Linked DNA regions of Zea mays: region 2 is linked to region 1. A link is a contact called in public Hi-C data. All regions are on one chromosome and are shown on one strand. The core of a region is the stretch at or near the end of the contact, and the rest is flanking DNA. Distances in the headings are between cores, read along the strand shown. Region 1 holds the start of LOC100282874. Region 2 holds the start of LOC103651053 (cinnamoyl-CoA reductase 1).

Region 1 (4,672 bases), core at 598-3,097:
AAACTCGGAATCAGAAACGGAAACAGTTTGGATCTCTTCCGACCGTTTCCGGAAATTACCGTTTTTATTCGGTATTTTACCGTCGGTAATAAATTCGGTATTTTTCAGAAAAAATATTAAATCTGAACTAATCTTTATAAATTTATAATAAATTCATCTTAGCTTAGAAAGATATAAAACTAATTTTATTATTTTTCTAAAATCAAGATCTATCTAATGATATATAGTTTAGAATCGTTTGAAACTTTTATAAATCTTATTTATGTTTTCTTACCTTTTATTACTCTTGATACATATATTCATAATTTGAATGAGAACTTAAGAAGTACTAAGAGGACACTAATTATATTGACTATACCAAGTAGTAGGTGTATAAATAGAATGTAAGTGCCATATCATTATACACATCTTGATTCTACTTTATTTAAATATATAATAATGATTTTATTGTTTTATGATTTCTTATTTTATATATTTATTGTGGCCTGCTACCTTATATATTATTATTAATTTTATATAAATGTATGACTTACGTGAATTTTTGAAGTCAATTGAGGGTACAAGTTACAATTTTTACCGATCGAATTTTTAGATTTCGATCGTAACCGGTGTAATTTTTGTACCGAACTTTCGTTTTCGATGTTTTCGAATTACCGATATCGTTTTCGGTTCCGGAGTTACCGTTTTCGATCTCGTTTCCGAGGAAAAATATGAAAACGAAAATGGTTTTTGTGTTTACCGATCGTTTCCGACCGTTTTCACCCTTATTGTCGATGATCTGTTTTCTTTTGTGTTTTTTTTTCAATTAAAACCTCTTATGTTTCTCTCTAGCCAAATTCTCATTCTCACCACTACCCGTGCTAGTGTTCCTTGCTTGGCTGATGTTGTTCCTTAGGGGCATTTACAGTGGTAGATTTCATAATTAAGAAAGAAATGAGATATTTATTGAAACAATCTCTCATAGTGAAGAGTTTCATTCAGCACGGTTTCATAGTTAACATGTAAAAGACAATATGTCTAGGTAATAATGTATACATGGTTTCATCTCCATGAAAATCATTTCATCTCTTTGTTTATTAATTGCTTGCCACATCATCTAAACTGCTGACATGGCACACCATTAATAAGAACGAAGCCCCTATGAAACTGACCATAGAAAATGGCATTAGCATCTAAGGTGCACAAAATAGTCTTTATGTCGTCTTAGGTAGCCCACAATGAGGGGTGCAACTTTCTTCTGTTAGACTGTATCTTTCCAAACTCATTTTGACAGTAAGTGTACATTCAGTGAATATGTGATACATTATTTCAAGGTTTCAGAAGCACAACTGATGGAAATAGTTATTTGGATAGCTCCATAGTTAATTGGTGTACTTTGTTGTTTATAAAACCAAAAATTACAATGTTCGAGAGGGTTAAGTTCCAATAGAATTTTTTGGGTTCCATCCTTATTAGAATAGGTAGGTTTGACGTCACGACTCTTCTCGTTTATTAGAGTTTGGGACGGTTGAGCAATATATGCGTAGTTCTTCACATTCGTCTAAATTTATAATGTTTTCTAGACTAAACTAACTATTGAAATATGACACATACACAATTATCATTTACTGATGTTATAGAGATAAGTTTCTCTCTTCTTTTGGTTTGAGAGATCCAAAGGGATTAAGATACTCCATTTGCTCTAATTTTGGCAGTTCCTCACACTCGTCATGCTTTCACGAATCATTCACGAGGCTGGAAGCGTCAGTGCCGTTGGATTTGAGAAGATCACGAGACCAACGGGCAACGGCGGACGAGAAACCGCCATTCGGATAGCACGGGCGCACCTGCCGACCGGCGAAACCCAGCCGCATACTCGCGCCCATTCTCGCCGCGCACGATGCTCCGTCTCCCCACCCTCACCGCCCTTAAACCCTCAACCCCCGCCATCAGCTTGAACCGTGTCGGCTGCAGCCATGGCCGCCGCCGCCGCAAGCTCATCTTTGTCTCATCCGCTCCTCCGCCGTCTTCTTCGTCTTCACGGCCTCCGAAGCCGACGTCGAACCCGGAACCACCAAAGCCCACACATGAGGCCCGCAACCGGAACCCGGATGGATCCACCGAGGCAGGGTTCCCCACAACCAAGCCCCGGAAGCCACGCCGTGGGCGCCGCAGCGAGTCGGCGGCCGTGGAGGACTTCGTCCGCAACCGCCTTGAGCAGGTCTTTGCCTCCATCCAGGAGCGCAACCCCGACGTCCTCGAGGGCAAAGGCGACATCCTGAAGCCGAAGGCCGATGTGGAGCGATTACCAGACGACGAGGGAGAGGGAGAAGGAGGAGAACAGAAGCCCGTGGTGGAAGAGGAGGACCCGAGCTGGCCGCTGGATGCCGATGTCGGATGGGGGATCCGGGCCTCAGAGTACTTCGACAAGCACTCGATCAGAAATGTCACAGTGGACGGGGTGGAGATCGATTGGGAAGGGGACGTCGACGAGGGGTGGGTCAAGGAAATCAATTGCTTGGAGTGGGAGAGCTTCGCATTCCACCCCAGCCCCTTAGTCGTCCTAGTCTTCGAGCGGTACAACAGGTAAGGACCATCCATTCCCTGTCTAGTTTTGATTTGTAAACTGTTGGCATTATGTTTGGAATGGGCTGTGTGTAACCCAATCACCATTTTAAGCTTTGCATTGTGTAATGCGGATGTCCGTAAAGTGTGAATCAAACGAAACTAGAAACTTCAGAACTGTCCTGGTACTGACAGATAAACGGCAAAACAGGCTTCAGTTTCTGGAATTGCTTTGTTTAGGGTGAAGTTTATTAGTTTATTTACAGGAGGCTTTGATTGTGTAGTATTGAACCCTGCATGATGTTGTGATTTGCAGGGCTGCTGACAATTGGAAGTTTCTTCAAGAATTGGAAAAGGCTGCTAAGGTGTACTGGAATGCTAAAGATCGCTTACCTCCTCGGGTAAGTTTGAATAGCATCTTTTGATTATTTGGCTGGGTTACTGGTCTTTGTGCAGGTCCTAAGTTTTGTTTTGTTTTGTTTAATAGACAGTCAAAGTTGATATAAATATTGAGAGGGATTTGGCATATGCACTTCAAGCAAGAGAATGTCCACAATTATTGTTCCTTAGGGGAAACAAGATCTTATATAGAGAAAAAGGTATGTCAAACTAACACCCCAACCTAGCCACCCCTATATGGTTCAAATTGTCCTTGTGAGAATTCTATAAAAAAAATAGTGAGGGTTACCTTTTTTCTTGCGGGAAATTAATTGAGAAACAAAATAGGTAAGTAGAGGTGAGACCTACTTATCATTGTGACATTTGAGAGGAAGAGGAAACTCCCATTAGAAGATTGGAGAGAAAAGGGGATCTATTAGTTGAGCCTCTCCACAATAGAGCAAAGGACGTATTTCCAGCTCAATTTATACGCCCATGCGGCCCATAAGATGAGCTCCTGACAGGATTCCCGTTGGAGTTCATCCTCCATTTTTCTCAATCTGAAGGTTTTGTTTCCATGCTAAAACGTCCATACAGTCAGTGGCGGACCCAGGGTCCAGCGACCCTAGGCGCCTGGCCAGACTTTGGTGCCAGCGCACAATTAGCTATTCATCGCAGCACCTTAATCGGAAGCTTTGAATCATTTGATCTGAGTGATGTCTTAAGTCTCGTCCGGGCTCTATTTCAGTTCTGGGTCCGCTACTGCATCCAATTCTGTTCCAGCCCCAGCTCAATGCACCAGCGACAGCACCCTGCAGTTCTGATCACGGGAAATTCCATTTTACTAAGGGCTAGTTTGGAAACCCTATTTTCCCATGGTATTTTCATTTTCCCAAGGGAAATTAGTTCATTTTCCTTTGGGAAAATAGAAATCCCTTGGGAAAATGGTGTTTCCAAACTAGCCCTAAAGGATTCCTATTTTCCCAAGGGAAAATGAACTAATTTCTCTTGGAAAAATAGAAATCCCTTAGGAAAATGTGGTTCCCAAACTAGCCCTTAAACGGAAAAACAGTAGAGGAAATTCCTACTGCTGTAAGCACACACAAGCACACATTGTTATGTATACACTCAATAGTCGTGTGTCAGTAGTATTCAGTATTTCGTGGTACTGACGCGTACTACTGGTTGGTACTGGATGTGGTTCATTCGTATTCAGTATTTCATGGTCAGTTTTAGCTACTAGGTGTAGAATAGCATTGCCAGTTTTATCTGAGAGAGGGAGGGAGGCTGTTACACAATTGAAGAAAAGAAAAGCACAATTACAGGAATCATAGGGCTGAAGCAACTACAGCCTACAAAAAGAGAGGAAATTCAAGGACAAAAGGACAATTCTGAAGGCCCTTCAATCCTGTGTAACTGCAGTGAAACTTTGGGCGTGTTTGGTTCTGGCTTCTAGGCCCAGGCAGGTTAAAAAAACTCAGCCGGCAAGGAAAGACCACCTCACGGTATTATATTAAGAAGCTTAATCGAAGCACGATCGAGGAAAGTCACGAAAGCTAGCTCCCCATGCAGCATGAGGGTCCGCCCCCTATAGGCCAGATCTTTACTCGTGCTTTGAGCTCTCCCAACCCCTACATAAGGATCCCTCTATAGGCCAGTCCATCTTGTGTGCACACAACTAGGGGAACCAGCGAGTGACTTTTTTTAACCTCAATCTAAAATTCACTCCCACTAATATTCGAACTCAGGA
Region 2 (4,672 bases), core at 627-3,126, 170 kb before region 1:
CGACCACAACCACAGCTGATCGCCGCCGGGCCCGGCCGGCTGGACACCCTCGCAGTGGGGGCTGCCGGTTTCTTCGGAGGCTTCATCTGCCATTTATGATGTTTTCTTTCGCCGTTGGTATTCTATAGTTTCACCAATAAGAAGAATAGGTACTGTGAACTTTTTAAAGGTTGAGGTTGTTCGTCTTCCCTTTCTTAAACTCTAAAAACGACAATAAAGTATTGTATGATACACCACCAATAATATTAAGACCAGTAAAGTAGTATAGTTCTAATATATATGTGTAAGTTTGTGTATAGATATATATCTTTTCTTTTATATATAGTTCTGGCATGATAGGACTAGCTAGCCAATATATGTGTGCATGGCTGCATGCTCTTGAGGGTTTATTTTTTCTTTTTCTTGGTCAAACATGCAGTACCTTTTATATTACTGCTCTGTTGTGTATGAATGTTTGTGTAAGTAAACAAGTCTTAGGGAGATCATTAAGTGAAAATATACAAGATGAGCTAAAATTTTTAAAAAGCCCAAAGAACTGAACAATCTGTAGCTAGGTATGATGCTAAAAAAGAGAAATAGAAGATAGCTTCAAGTAAAAAGTACCTAGACGAAATTGGTATTGCTAGTTCTAAACAAATTTTTTTTGAGAATCTCTGAATCTGAAACATTTATACGAGAGAACGTGAATCCTGCCAAAGGCACCCTTAATTTTTCTTTAGGGGCCGTTCGGTTATCTAGGAACCGTGACCTAGAACAATTCCGAGTCAGCTTTTTTAATTTATGTAAGTTTTGATCAACCTGAAAAAAATCCATGGCTATTCCTGGAGAAATGAACAGGGCCTTAGGGTTCTCTTGTTCGTATTGGTTCGACCTTCAAAATGTTTGTGAACTATATATATATATATATATATATATATATATATATATATATATATATATATATATATATATATATATATATATATATATATATATATATATATATATATATATATATATATATATATATATATATATATATATATATATATATATAAAGAGAGAGAGAGAGGGAGATGGGGGAAATCATTACCCGTGTACGTGAAACCCAGAATGTGATAGTGCGCTGTATATGATAGTCGCAGTCCTGTGCTTGGGCTAGTTAGTTTATCTCTGTTTGTCATTATGCATGTTCTCAGATGATGCAGGGCGTGTCGTGTCCTAGAGAGTTCAGGGCGTCGTGGCGGCGATCGAGTCCGTGGTGTTGGGATGGCAGGACTTGTTCAGTGGCTTGCCGCGCATGTAGGAGCTGGAGACAGCCAGCCACGTTTTGGAGTCGTGTGTGTTCTTATATTCAGTTAATATATACAGAGAAAACGATGTTGAGTTTTACAGCACAAGCAACTGTCCACAATAGCTCTGCATTTTTTTCAGGAGTTTGAGTTCGGCATTCTGGGCTAGAGCAAGTTTCGGAGCCATAAAATCGGAGGGGATTGTAAGAGCTAAAATCAGGTTTTAGGCCCTACAGCCTCCTTCAGTTTTTGTGGCTCTCAAACTAGTTGGAGTGTGTCACCGGGGTTCAGGATTCGCCGGGGCTGACAACAGTATAGTTGTATGCATGTATGGCTGTATGCGTGAAACTGATGGGATAGATACACAGCTCCTACTGTTCCGGATGGACCTCCTGCCTGCTGGACCCTGCTTCCATTCCAGAGAAAATTGCCCTGCTCCGTCTCGTTCAGTTCGTGGCGCCGAAATAACTGAACAATAATCGACTGCATGGAGCCATGGATGATGCCTAAACCCTGTCTGTACAGCCGCCTCGTTCCCGCCAAAACACAAAATGCCGCGCGCCCCGATGCCTTTTCTAACGTCGGATGTGGGCATCAGACATCATGCCGGCCTGGGTGTTGTATACCCGTTCTAATAATGGCCAGAGGAAACAAGAGTGGGCGTGACTTGGTGCATTCATATTTAGAGGCGAGCTAGCGCCGGCCTAGCGGCATCGACATGGAGGCGGACGAGGACAGCGCTGGTGGCCTCCTCTGCGTGACGGGCGGCAGCGGCTTCATCGGCTCCTGGCTGGTGCGCCTGCTCCTCGACCGCGGCTATACCGTCCACGCCACCGTCAAGAACCTCCGTGCGTAGTAGCAGTTTTCTCTATCTGTTAGCCTGTTACAGTAGATGCATGTAGATCATCGAATTCATTCGCACGCGCGCGCACGGCGCCGGCGCACATGATGATCGAGACATGATAAAACGAAACGAGATTTGCAAAGCTCTCTTTGTTCGTTTGTCGCAGAGGACGAGGGCGAGACGAAGCACCTGCAGGCCCTGGACGGCGCGGACGCGCGCCTCCGGCTGTTCCAGATGGACCTCCTCGACCCTGCCTCCTCCATGCGACAGGCGATCGAGGGCGCCCGCGGTGTCTTCCACCTGGCGTCCCCTCTGACGCTGCACACCCAGGACCCGGAGGCAACTCTTCCTACACAATCTTTCAGTTTCACCAACTGGAAAAAAAAACCAAATCTAATTCTATAATTTATATGGATGCACGGTGGAGCAGCAGATGTTTGGTATAGCTCCATACTTTTCTGTTTTTTGATGTACGGTGGAGCTGGTTAACTTAGATGTGTTTGGATACAATAAATTGGATTTAAATCTATACCTGTTTTTGATGAATCTGGTGGACCTATCCCAAACATGCCATGAGTTTAGTGAATCTATGGAGTGAAGCAGATCCGCTAGTGAAACTGATTAAAAAATTAGACTTAAATCTAATTTTAATGGAGTTGTTCTAGACGTACCCATACTATAACCACGCCTTTTTCACCGTGATTACTTACTGCTCGGTGCTCGCAGAAGGAGCTGCTGGAGCCCGCGCTGAAGGGCACGCTCAGCGTCCTCCGCGCCGCCAAAGACTGCGGCGTCCAGCGTGTTGTTCTCATGTCGTCAAAGTCAGCCATGCTGCCGAATCCTGCCTGGCCTGCGGACAAGGCGATGGTCGAGGATGACTGCTGGGCCGACGTTGAGCTCCTCAAGAGACGTCAGGTAACAGACGTGCACTACAACGTTGGCAGATGCAGATTTTCCTTGCATGTTAATCGATGCAAACGTACAATGTCTGCAGTAAAAGAAAATATAAAGGACCAAATTAGAACGTAACGTGTTCTTATGCATAACATGTTTATCGATCAAGCTGCTGCTGGCTACTTTCACAACCATGTGCATGCTTATATAGACAGCATGTGTCTACGACTTGCTGATTCATTCGTGCAGCTCTGGTACAACGTCTCCAAAACGTTGGCAGAGAAGGCGGCGTGGGAGTTCGCCGAAAGGGAGAGTTTGCAGCTGGTTGTGCTGAATCCAGGGACTACTCTGGGCCCGTTTTTCACGCCATCAGTGAACACCAGCCTGAATATCCTGCTGCAGCTACTGAGAGGTTGGTTAGCCATCGTCATTCATCACAGCGTCACATCTGAATCGCAAATGGGTTTTCATGCAATGAACAAACACATATATGGCGCAAGTCGTTCCTGAAGGTTGAAAATTGACCACTTAATTAATTAACCAGGCCAGGAGCTGGAGTTGGACGCTGTCTACACAGGGTGGGTCGACGTCAGAGACGTGGCGCAGTCTGCGATCGTGCTGTACGAGAACCCATCCGCGCAGGGACGCCACCTATGCCTGGCGTCCATGGAACGCTTGGTTGACTTCGCCGATAGAATCGCTGATATGTACCCTGAATTCCCAGTTCATAGGTGACCCATTTTCTCACAACAATATGCAACAACCTTGCACTGTGTGTTTGTGTGTGCAGGGCTGTTCGTTTTGGTAAATGACGTTTTTTTTTTATTTTCGCGTCAGAATCGAGGAGGACAAACAGGGCTGGTTGATGAGAGCAAAGGAGCCCTCCAAGAAGTTGGTCGATCTGGGCGTCCGTTTCCTTCCGTTCGACGTGACCATCAGGGAGACCGTCGATTGCTTCAGAAGCAAAGGCCTCATCTAGCCCTGTGAGAGCATGTTCAGTTGCGTGTCTGGTTCTATAGAACTGCTACAATGATACCTCGCTCGCTCAAACAGATCAAACTGCGAGAATGCACTTAAAGGCACCACCGTAGCATTGTGGTGGAGTTTTCGGTGCATATATTGCTCCACTGGAGCTAAAATGTTGATGTATGCGAGTTTAATGGCTGTATTGCATCATTAACCGATTCAGATGCCAGATATGCTTTTTATCAACGTCCTCCCTTCCAAATATACATTACGGCCTAAAAATTGATAGTGGAATTAGCTACGTAAAAATAGCTAGCTAACTATTAGCTAATTTATTAAAATTAGCTAATTGCTGGTCATATAGCTAGATTATTTAAATATCTTTATCTAATTTTAACAGCTAACTACTAACTCTATTACATTCAAACACCCATAAATCATTTGTTTTGTCCTCACTCAAACTCCTCTACTGCATATGGTTATGTGCTGTTTATTTCTTTAAAATTTTAATTAAATATATAAAATAATATTAGTAACTCATACTTCATCGATCGATAAAAAATATAATTCTCATTTTTTCCAACAAATTTAAACAACTTTAACTTTAACCATATTTATAATATTAATATTTATGATATATAATTAATATTGTTAAATAGATAGTTGGATATATTTTTATAATAGACTTATATAAATA

Evidence for each region. A called contact is a pair of places that touch in the nucleus more often than the background predicts.
Region 2: a contact with region 1 is called in a Hi-C map of ear, with 2.1 times the contacts expected there. The contact joins the promoter of LOC103651053 here to the promoter of LOC100282874 in region 1. A contact is called at or near these places in 2 of 25 Hi-C or Micro-C datasets (ear and leaf).

The regions. Positions count from the first base shown.
Region 1 is chr3:188,497,955-188,502,626 of Zm-B73-REFERENCE-NAM-5.0, reverse strand. LOC100282874 reads left to right here and starts at 1,847. Exons shown (of 5, transcript NR_158979.1): 1 at 1,847-2,565; 2 at 2,861-2,945; 3 at 3,032-3,143.
Region 2 is chr3:188,665,444-188,670,115 of Zm-B73-REFERENCE-NAM-5.0, reverse strand. It overlaps LOC103651053 (cinnamoyl-CoA reductase 1), which reads left to right and starts at 1,876. Exons shown (of 5, transcript XM_020551164.2): 1 at 1,876-2,119; 2 at 2,282-3,030; 3 at 3,259-3,421; 4 at 3,554-3,740; 5 at 3,847-4,221. The coding sequence starts at 2,926. The coding sequence ends at 3,988. LOC100383409 reads left to right here. Exons shown (of 2, transcript NM_001176063.1): 2 at 1-301. The coding sequence ends at 19.